2 separate regions of the Danio rerio genome follow, and region 1 is linked to region 2. Evidence: chromatin contacts called from public Micro-C data. All regions are on one chromosome and are shown on one strand. The core of a region is the stretch at or near the end of the contact, and the rest is flanking DNA. Distances in the headings are between cores, read along the strand shown.

The links. A called contact is a pair of places that touch in the nucleus more often than the background predicts.
Region 1: a Micro-C map of caudal fin shows a contact between it and region 2, with 8 times the contacts expected there. The contact joins the promoter of ntn1a here to the promoter of stx8 in region 2. A contact is called at or near these places in 5 of 18 Hi-C or Micro-C datasets (caudal fin, embryo, hematopoietic stem cells and 1 more) and 2 of 4 datasets of contacts at active chromatin or transcription factors (caudal fin and embryo).

What each region holds. Positions count from the first base shown.
Region 1 is chr6:25,990,448-25,995,093 of GRCz12tu, forward strand. It overlaps ntn1a (netrin 1a), which reads right to left and starts at 3,032. Exons shown (of 6, transcript NM_131029.2): 1 at 1,511-3,032. The coding sequence starts at 2,525.
Region 2 is chr6:25,761,371-25,766,050 of GRCz12tu, forward strand. stx8 (syntaxin 8) reads left to right here and starts at 1,343. Exons shown (of 8, transcript NM_200375.1): 1 at 1,343-1,444; 2 at 1,830-1,929; 3 at 2,903-2,997. The coding sequence starts at 1,428.

The DNA of each region.
Region 1 (4,646 bases), core at 1,782-4,281, 230 kb after region 2:
ATTACGTAAGATGCAGACAATTTTACTCATGCAGTATTTATTTCTTTGACTTATTTTATTTAATAGAGTTGATGTTCTTATTTTCTTCTTTTTCATCTACTTTTTCTTCTTTTTTAAATTATTAATATTATTATTAGTTATATTATTATATTAACAATTATTATACTAAATACATCTACTATATTACACTTTAGTACATATTTCAGGCTGCTGCACTCATAAATCAAAGTGACTGCTTTAAGAATGCTGACTGCTTGATTTAGATCAGTGTGGCGTGAATGTTTTTGTACAAATGATGACATTTAATTTCGTTTATAAATTAGGTCCTTCGTTATTCAATTAAGAGTTAGGCAACGGCTTTATTTATTAATTCCTGATGTAAGACGCAGGCTATATTTGTGTTCTCCCAGCTAACTTTACGCAGTGATAATGTGTATTTCAAACATATTTTTATTTAATTAAATTACATTACTTTACAAATGCTGAATAAAATCTCAATGCGTATATCTAAATCATCTGGCAATCTAGCTTCTGGTCATTTAATTTGATCATTCTAGTTATTCTTAGTTTTTTCCCCTCTAAACATGATTCGAAATAAAGCAATTTTATTCAAGAGTATTTTTAAAAAGAAATAATCATCAATAAATGTGTCCAATTTTATTTGTAATTTTATTTTAAGGAATAACACGAAATGTTTCTTGGGTTTTTATCACAATGCTCTTTAGACGACAAAATATGTCGTGTTTGTCTTTCTTGCTGTGACACCTGTTAATTGTTTTAATGCTAACGCATATCATGATATCTTTGCCCCTAAATTAATAATAGTCACTACTGATATCATTTAAACATTATTATTTAAGTAGACTACAGAACGATATCTCGTGTGTTGCGAACTAAAAAAACAAGCCATGGACAGGCGACAAATTCTTGTTTCCTTAATATTTACGCTTTGATAAAATGAGGTGAGCATTAAACATTTAAGCTATATACAGGATTATTACATTTCCATATTAATGTTTATTTTTGTAATGAAAACCAAAATTTTGCAAGGCATAAAAATCGTTAGGAAGTTAATTTGTAGATTTGTTAATTATGTCCTTATTTTATGCTTTCAAACCAAAAGCTCTTCGAAGTCAAAATTGGTGAAAATCTTTTCTAAATGTTTGAGAAATAGTAATGGAGACTGTCGGTACCTGGCTGCTAAACTCCAATCATATTTTAAGTCCTACATGTTTAGATTTTTTTTCTTTATCTTTCTCCAAACCATTGCGCAAATGCTTCATAAATCTGTCACTTGAACATTGCTATACTGTAATGGTCCTGAAAGTTCACTTCAAGCAAAATGCTTGCGTTTAAAAAGAAAACACCCGCACTTTTGACTTGGCAGTCATGGCTGGTTTCTAACTCATCTCAAACAAATTGCACATGCGACAAAACGATATGTCTTTGGTGAAATGTTCTCGCCGTAGGCGCTTTCCAGAGATGATGCAGATATAAATGATGGACTTACCGACACATTCGTTGGCTTCTCTGGCGGTTGCGCGCTGCCAGGGTCGGTCATAGTGAAAAGGTTTGCATCTGTCACACTCTGGTCCGGCTGTGTTGTGCTTGCACTCGCACACTAGGTTTCCATCCCGGTCTTTGACGCACCGTGATGCGTGTCCATTACACTTACATCTGCCTCCAACCTGCAGGTCGGAAACTGCGTAAAAATAGGAATCTCTGGCCAGCTCCGAGTCATCCTCGTTTTCGTCTCCGAAAGTGTGCAGGCGGCTGAAAGTCACCTTAATGTCAGTGGCGGTCACCCAGTCCTGAAGTACGGGTGAATTGTCAAAGTCGTGCGCGGAGGGTCGCCCGTCCAGGGTGCTGAACGCGATCAGCCCGCCGGAGAGAGGATGCATGTCGGTGTGAGAATCTGTGCAGATGGCCTCTTGCTCGTTCTGCTTAGTAATCGTGGCTTTGCTGGGCTTGTTGTACATCTTTCTACACTGGGTCGAGTAGTACTGGAAAGGCACCCAGGACTTTCCGTAGTCCATCGATTTAAAGATCGCCATAGACTCCGGTCGAGGTGAGCAGAACTGCAAACTCACGTAGGTCACCTCAAATTTCTTGCCCAAGGATAAAGTTAAAGTGACGTTTTGAGGATACTGGAGGTAATTGTCCGACTGCCAGCAGGTGAGATTGTGAGGATTGTTCAGGTCGGTCAGGTAAGCTGGTGGGTGATTCTTCTTTGGGTCTGACGCGTCGCACGTGTGGCAGTTTCTGTGTCTTTCGTCCCCTTTCTCGGTCACCACGCAGTAACGACTCGGCGTTTTGCCGCAGGTGCTGGACGCGCGTACTTCTTTCCCGAACGCCGCGTTTACGAAGTCGGGGATGCATCTTCTGGGGTGTCCGTTCTCGTCGTAACACGGATCCGGCGGGGAGGTCTGAGCGGCGAACATGCTCATTCCATATCCGCCGACAGTCCCTTTGAGCACACAGCAGAGAGTCACCAAAGTGACCAAAGCATCAGAGACTCTCAACATCCTCGCGCGCCTTCCTCAGCCTCTCCTGTGCTGAAACACAGCTGTGCGTCCTAGTGAGAAGATGCGTTCCCGTCTGCAGATTTTACAAGGATATCAAATCAGTTGGCAGTCTGAGCTTGATCAGTCCACAGCCGCTGGGTTCAAACCGATGCCAGATAAAAACTAATGTGAATCCGAATCTGTCTCCAACACATGGGCAAACTCTGGATACCTGATTTAAAAACACTACAATAAATACGCGTTCGCAATTAAAGAAATCTCCACACAGGTCACAGTATCACCGTCAAACAGTTCAGCAAAAGCAGAAAAGTAACAAAAAAATTAAAAAATCTCAGTTCGCGCTAGCTCTCTTTTTCCTTGAGTACATCGGACACGCGCTTTCACCTGTCTGGTTCTTGAATCTCTGCGCATGTAGAGGATATAAGCAGATCCCGTTAGTTTGAGCTCTAGTGTGATAGGAGACACTCACTTTGCCCCCCTCTCTCCCTCGCTCGCCGTATATGCTCTATTGAGAAAGGCGCCGGACGGGTCTTTACGCTGGGCTTTGCGCTCATTCATCTCTAGCAGTGACATTCGAGAGAACAACGACATCCACTGGTAGATTATCAATAAAACCAGTGCCGAATTATAATTGAATTCAGTATATTAGAGATTCAATGATACATTATATAATATAACTTCAGTTAGTATGTCCCGAAGGCATATTTAAGTAGAGAAGAAGATAAAACATTACTATGAGTGCAACAATGCATATCACCAAAATTGCACAAAACAAAACATAATTTTTCATCTGAGCGATGGTTATTGTGGACAAATAATTTAGTTATTATTAATAAGTTTAGTTTTATTTTAACAAACGTTTCGGCTTATTTTAACAGCACCCAGAAATGACTTTCATCAACATAAAACTTTATATATTAAGTGTTAGATCACATATTGATTTGGTTTAAATCTTTATGAGGACTTGTATGTAACACTTGTATTGCTTTTACAGCCTATAATAAATTAATTAAATGCTGATACTTACTTTTTTTCAATACACTTCTATACAGCTTAAAATAACATTTAAAGACTTAACTAGGTTAATTTAGTTAACTAGGCAGGTTGGAGTAATTAGACAAGTTATTGCATAACGATGGTTTGGTCTGTAGACTATCGAAAAAAAAGTTAGCTTAAAGGGGCGAATAATTTTGACATTAAAATGTTTTTTTTTTTTAATTAAAACTAAAACTGATTTTATACTAGCCAAAAAAACAAAACAAAAAAACAAATGCGAAAATTTGGGAAATATTTAAAAAGGAATTCATTTTTTAAGGGGGTTAAATCTGACTTCAACTGTATATATATATATATCAGCATTCTAAACATTCTATCTAGATCAGGGGTGTCAAACTTCAGAGCAGCAGCTCTGCACAGTTTAGTTCCAACTCTAATTAAACACACCTGATCAAACTAATTGAGCACTTTAGGCTCTTTTGAAACCAACAGGTATGTGTGTTGAAGCAGGGTTGGAACTAAACTATAAGGCTGTGCACTCCAGAAAATGAGTTTGACACCCCTGATCTAGATATTAAGAACTATTGTGACACCACAAACAACTCTGTTGTACAACGCATGCATTTTATATGCATCATGTTTAAAGCCATTACAAAATTATAATTATTATTATTATTATAAACATTAGTGTTATTAATGTTAGTGTATACATTAAATGATACCTGATAATTAAAAATTAATAACCAGGGACTTTATGTTCTGTATTTTGTCCTTTATTATGTTATTAATAATGAATAATTTTAATAATAACCAGTGTTGGGGTAAAATATTGCAAGTAACACAGGTTACGCAATATTACTTGTAATACAGCTCCTCTATTTAATAAAATAAGAAGAACAAAACCTGCAAGTTCTGAAAGAAATCAAGCCTCAGTCAGGTAGGAAAGAGACAAAAGTAACTCAAAAGTAACATAACACATTACTTACCAGAAAGAGTAATGCAAAGTTAGATTTTTGGGGAGTAAATCAATATTATGTTATATTATGCTCAAAAGTAACTTTCACCAACAATGATAATAATAATAATAATAATAAAAATAATAATAATAATATTTTGAGGTTCTCA
Region 2 (4,680 bases), core at 93-2,592:
GAAAAAAAAATACACAGCCTCAATCATTAAGAAAAAAAATTGTCATAAGCTTTAAGAAACTTCTTATTATTATAATTAATAAGCTTAAGAGATTCAATATTGTACGAAATTTCAACAAGGAAAGTATTAAAATAGGTATTGTTTTTAGAAACTTGTTTTTGTGTATAAAAAATTTACAGAGTAACACAAAAAACAAAATTACAATAAGATCGAGAGCATGATCATCATCCAAGAAATACAGAAATATATCTTTTATAGACAAATTTAAATCATGTTTAAAAATGGATGATAAATAAAAAATAATGTAATTCCAAAGATGTTTAATGTGAATGCAACTATAGAATAAGTGAAATAAAGTCTCTTCATGTATATTGCAGAAAGTACACAAATTAGATATATCAAAATAATTAGCAATTTGGGAATTTGTAGGATAAACATTATGCAAGATCTTAAAATGTATCTCTCCTATTTTGTTGGATATGCTGAATTTGTCAGGTAATAACCATAAAATTTACATCTTGGGGTGGTATATACAGAGGAATGTAACAATCGTCTGACATGTCTGTTGTCACATTTTTTATCAAAAAAAGACACTCCATCCAAAAAAAGTTCAGGCATAATTGTTTCCCTCTCATTAAAGTAAACAAAAGTCTTAAATAAATGCACATAACTTTGTGACAAACTCTTTAGAACACAGTTGAAGGATTAAGCTGGCAAAGAGAAGTTATACAATGTCATAAATTATTCATATTCCAAAATATTGCCATCATTTTAAAATAAGTCCAAAACAAAAACAATTCCTCTTTCAAACCACTTATCAATAAAAAGAGATTTCCCACGAGTTAAGACATTAGAGTTATTCCAAAGAATTTCTTTGTGTGGGGAAAAATTGTGCACGTAACACAATTTCCAAGCAAGTAAAGCTTGTTTGTGAAAATTACAGAGGGAAATTGGCAATTTAGAAGGGATTAAATTACATTTTAAAAGAAAGTCTAAGCCACCTAATTTATCAAATATAACATTGGGGATATGGTAGCAAATTGAATTATTACTACGGAGACATCTTTGTAGCCAATTAATTCTAAATGAGCTATGCCTAATTAAATCTTTGAAATTTAAAACCTCTAATCCACCCTCTGAGCGCCTATTAGATGAGACTGATTTTCTAATTTTATGGGTTTTATTCTTCCATATGAAGTTCAATAACACTTTATTTACATAATCAGCAATTTTGTCATTGATAAAAAGAGACATCGCAGGACAAACACAACGAGACATCGGTTACCGTATGAAGTGTGTCTATGAAAGGCCACCGTATGACGTCGTTCCTTAACAGGAAGTGGCACTGCGCAGTTTATGTTGATGTGATTTTGCTGTGAGTTTCTGCTAAAACGCTTTTTGCAAACTCGAAACAAAAGTACCGCAACATGTCAAAAGACCTTTGGTGAGTGCCTATACTATTATTATTTACTGTCATGTTAGATCTGCATGTCAGGACAGTACGTTAGACTTCAGACTTCAACACTATTAATTTAGTGCATCTGTAACTGACAGTCAGATCAGTTTAACTTTAACGCTAGACTAATTTATCTATTTTTTTTTCTACTCCCCAGGGCTCATTTTACCCTATACTTTAATTGATCAATTATGTTTTCGTTCACATATTGCTGTTTTTACGCGTCTTGTAAAGGTTGCCAAGCCGGTTAGCTGACATTTGATTGTCACATGATTGTGTTGATGACAACCTTGTGATTTAAATAACTGGAAACCCTTATCTCATGATCCCCATTGGAAGATTTTGATAAGTGTAATCTGTGTTTTGTTTACAGGTTAGAAAATTATGATGCAGCTTGTAGGCTGGCTCAAGAAATTGCAGAAAACATCCATGAAAGAAACAGACAGCAGAGGACTGGAGGAAACCCAGCCAAGGCAAGGCAGGATTTGATTGTTTACATCAGGGGTCTCAAACTCAATGGCGGGGGGCCATATTAGTGACTGACGATTCATATGAAGCACAAGAAAAAAGTGGAAATCTGATGTAATACATTCTTACACTCATACATTCTTCCCCAGTTTATCAAAACTCCTTTTAGTTTCTCGTTGTATATGTTGAAGGGGTTGTTTAAATTGTTATGAAAATACCACATTATATAAGCATAATAATCATAATTATGTCCCAATCAATTGTTGCTTTACCAGATGTTTAACCGATAGCGTAAAACATCAGAAAAGAGTTTGAATAACTTTGTTGATTGTACTGGCAATTGTTCTTCTCAATGTCCTTCTTTTTTTTTTAAACTACAAGAGAGGAAACGTTTTTATGTATGTATTCACGTTTACTTTAACATGTGCAATTTAGCCAGCAGTAAAATTTTACTAATGCACATTTTTTATACAATTCTTAATATGCATATTAGAAAAATATATTAAGGATACATTTTTGAATTGAATATTAGCAAAATAATCATATTTACACTACTAACATAACGTGTAAGCCTTGAAGAGGTGTTTGTAAAAATAGAGCACGTACAGACATATGTTTCAACTTTTACATTAGCCCCAGAAATAATCTGCATGTGCATTACTCTCAACTGCACACTGAGAGAAACAGAAAGTAACCTGCATATATTGTACAGTACTTTAAATGTCCTGTAGGTGGGGGTCAAAAACATAAGAGGCTATATGCAACTGCACAAAGATAGTGACTCTAAAAAAATATATTTTTTTGTTGGGCCGAATCTCATTATATTTTTCATGTCAATTTCGGGCTGAAAGAAAAAGGAGGAGGGTGGCCACAAATGGCCCACAGCCAGGCAGTTTGAGACCCCTGGTTTACATGAGATAGTTAACCAATCTTTTACACAATATAATAATCTCTCTTGTTGCTTTTCCATCCATGTAGATCAACATGACCCTGAGAGCATCATTACAGAAGCTAAAACAGAATATAGCACAACTCAGAGAGACTCTGAATCGAGCAGCTGTTCAACGCCATATGTATCCTTTCATTTACTTGACTGCACTTTCATTTCACAGAGGCCAAAGCGCCTTACAATTGAGGAATCATTCAGCGATTGAAGAAGCAATACAGTCAAGGAGTGCCAGTAATACAAAGGGACTGTTTGTGGCCAGAGAATTAAGTGCCAGCATTAGGAGGAGGGAGTTTATTTTTCTTTTTTTGAGAGAGAGTGAAAGGTGTTTTTACAGGTACTACATGTATAGTGTTTTTTGGAGTGATTATAAGAACCTGCTTTGTGCAAATGTGCAAAAACTGATGCAAGTGTTGTTTAAAGTGTCAGAGAGATGAAAGAGCATGTTTTCTACATGTGGTTTGTTAAGCCCACTCACCTGTGTGAGGCAAACTTCATGAATGCATAGTTTTTTTTTAAAGATATGAAGTGATTGTAAAAATGTGCCTTGAGCAAATGTGTAAACTGATGCAAGTGTTGTTTAAAGTGTCAGAGAGATGAAGGAGTGTGTTTTCTACTGGTGGTTTGTCAAGCCCACTCACCTGTGTGAGGCACACTTCATGAATGTATAGTGTTTTTTTTTAAGATATGGAGTGATTGAAAGAATGTGCCAGGTGCAAATGTGCAAACTGATGCAAGTGTTGTTTAAAGTGTCAGAGAGATGAAAGAGTGTGTTTTCTACATGTGGTTTGTTAGGCCCACTTACCTATGTGAGGCAAACTTTATGAATGCATAGTTTTTTTTAAAGATATGAAGTAATAGTAAGAATGTGCCTGGTGCAAATGTGCAAACTGATGCATGTGGTGTTTAAAGTGTCAGAGAGATGAAAGAGCGTGTTTTCTACAGGTGGTTTGTTAAGCCCACTTACCTGTGTGAGGCACACTTCATGAATGCATAGTTTTTTTTAAAGATATGAAGTGATTGTAAGAACGTGCCTGGTGCAAATGTGCAAACTGATTGAAGTGTCGGTTAGGGTTAGGTGTCAGAGAGATGAAAGACTGTGTTTTCTACAGGTGGTTTGTCAAGCCCATTCACTTGTATGAATCACACTCAGAATTGACTATGTTTTGGGGTTGTCCTGTAGTTCTGTGTAGTTGCTTCACAAAACCAAGAAAGTTGAATCCAGCAATTAGGATTATAATGACTTCTTTATGATTGTTTGTTTTGCAGTATCATTGAGAACTAAGATTTTCTAAATTAGTTTGAATCCTATATGCTGTTTTTTTCTCCTGAAAAAACATAAAATCAGACATTTGAATAAATTATTATTATCATTTTCAAAATGAATTTCATATCTAGACAATGAAAGAAGTCCTATTTTTAGTTTAGTGTGATATAACAACATTATAGGAATGACCCCCTAAAAGGCAAGACATGTCTTGTACCATTGATATCCATTGATATCTCCAGTGATATCAAAAGACAAGTAAACCCAGTAAACACCTCAATGGTGATGTGAACTACATGTCCAGAACATGAACACAATATTGCATAGGTTGCACTTTATTTTACAGTAATCATCTTGTACTTTCAGTGTACTTGCCAAGGAAAATCCTGGGTCATATAAGTTATCTACATAGGTTAAGGTGAGTTCCAGTAGTACTTTTAGGTATAAATTCTAATTATTTCCCTGTTTATGTAATGCTGTGATAAATAAGAAACAGGACTTTTCCAGAAATCAGAAAATGCTCTAATGCTTTTATTTTTTTTA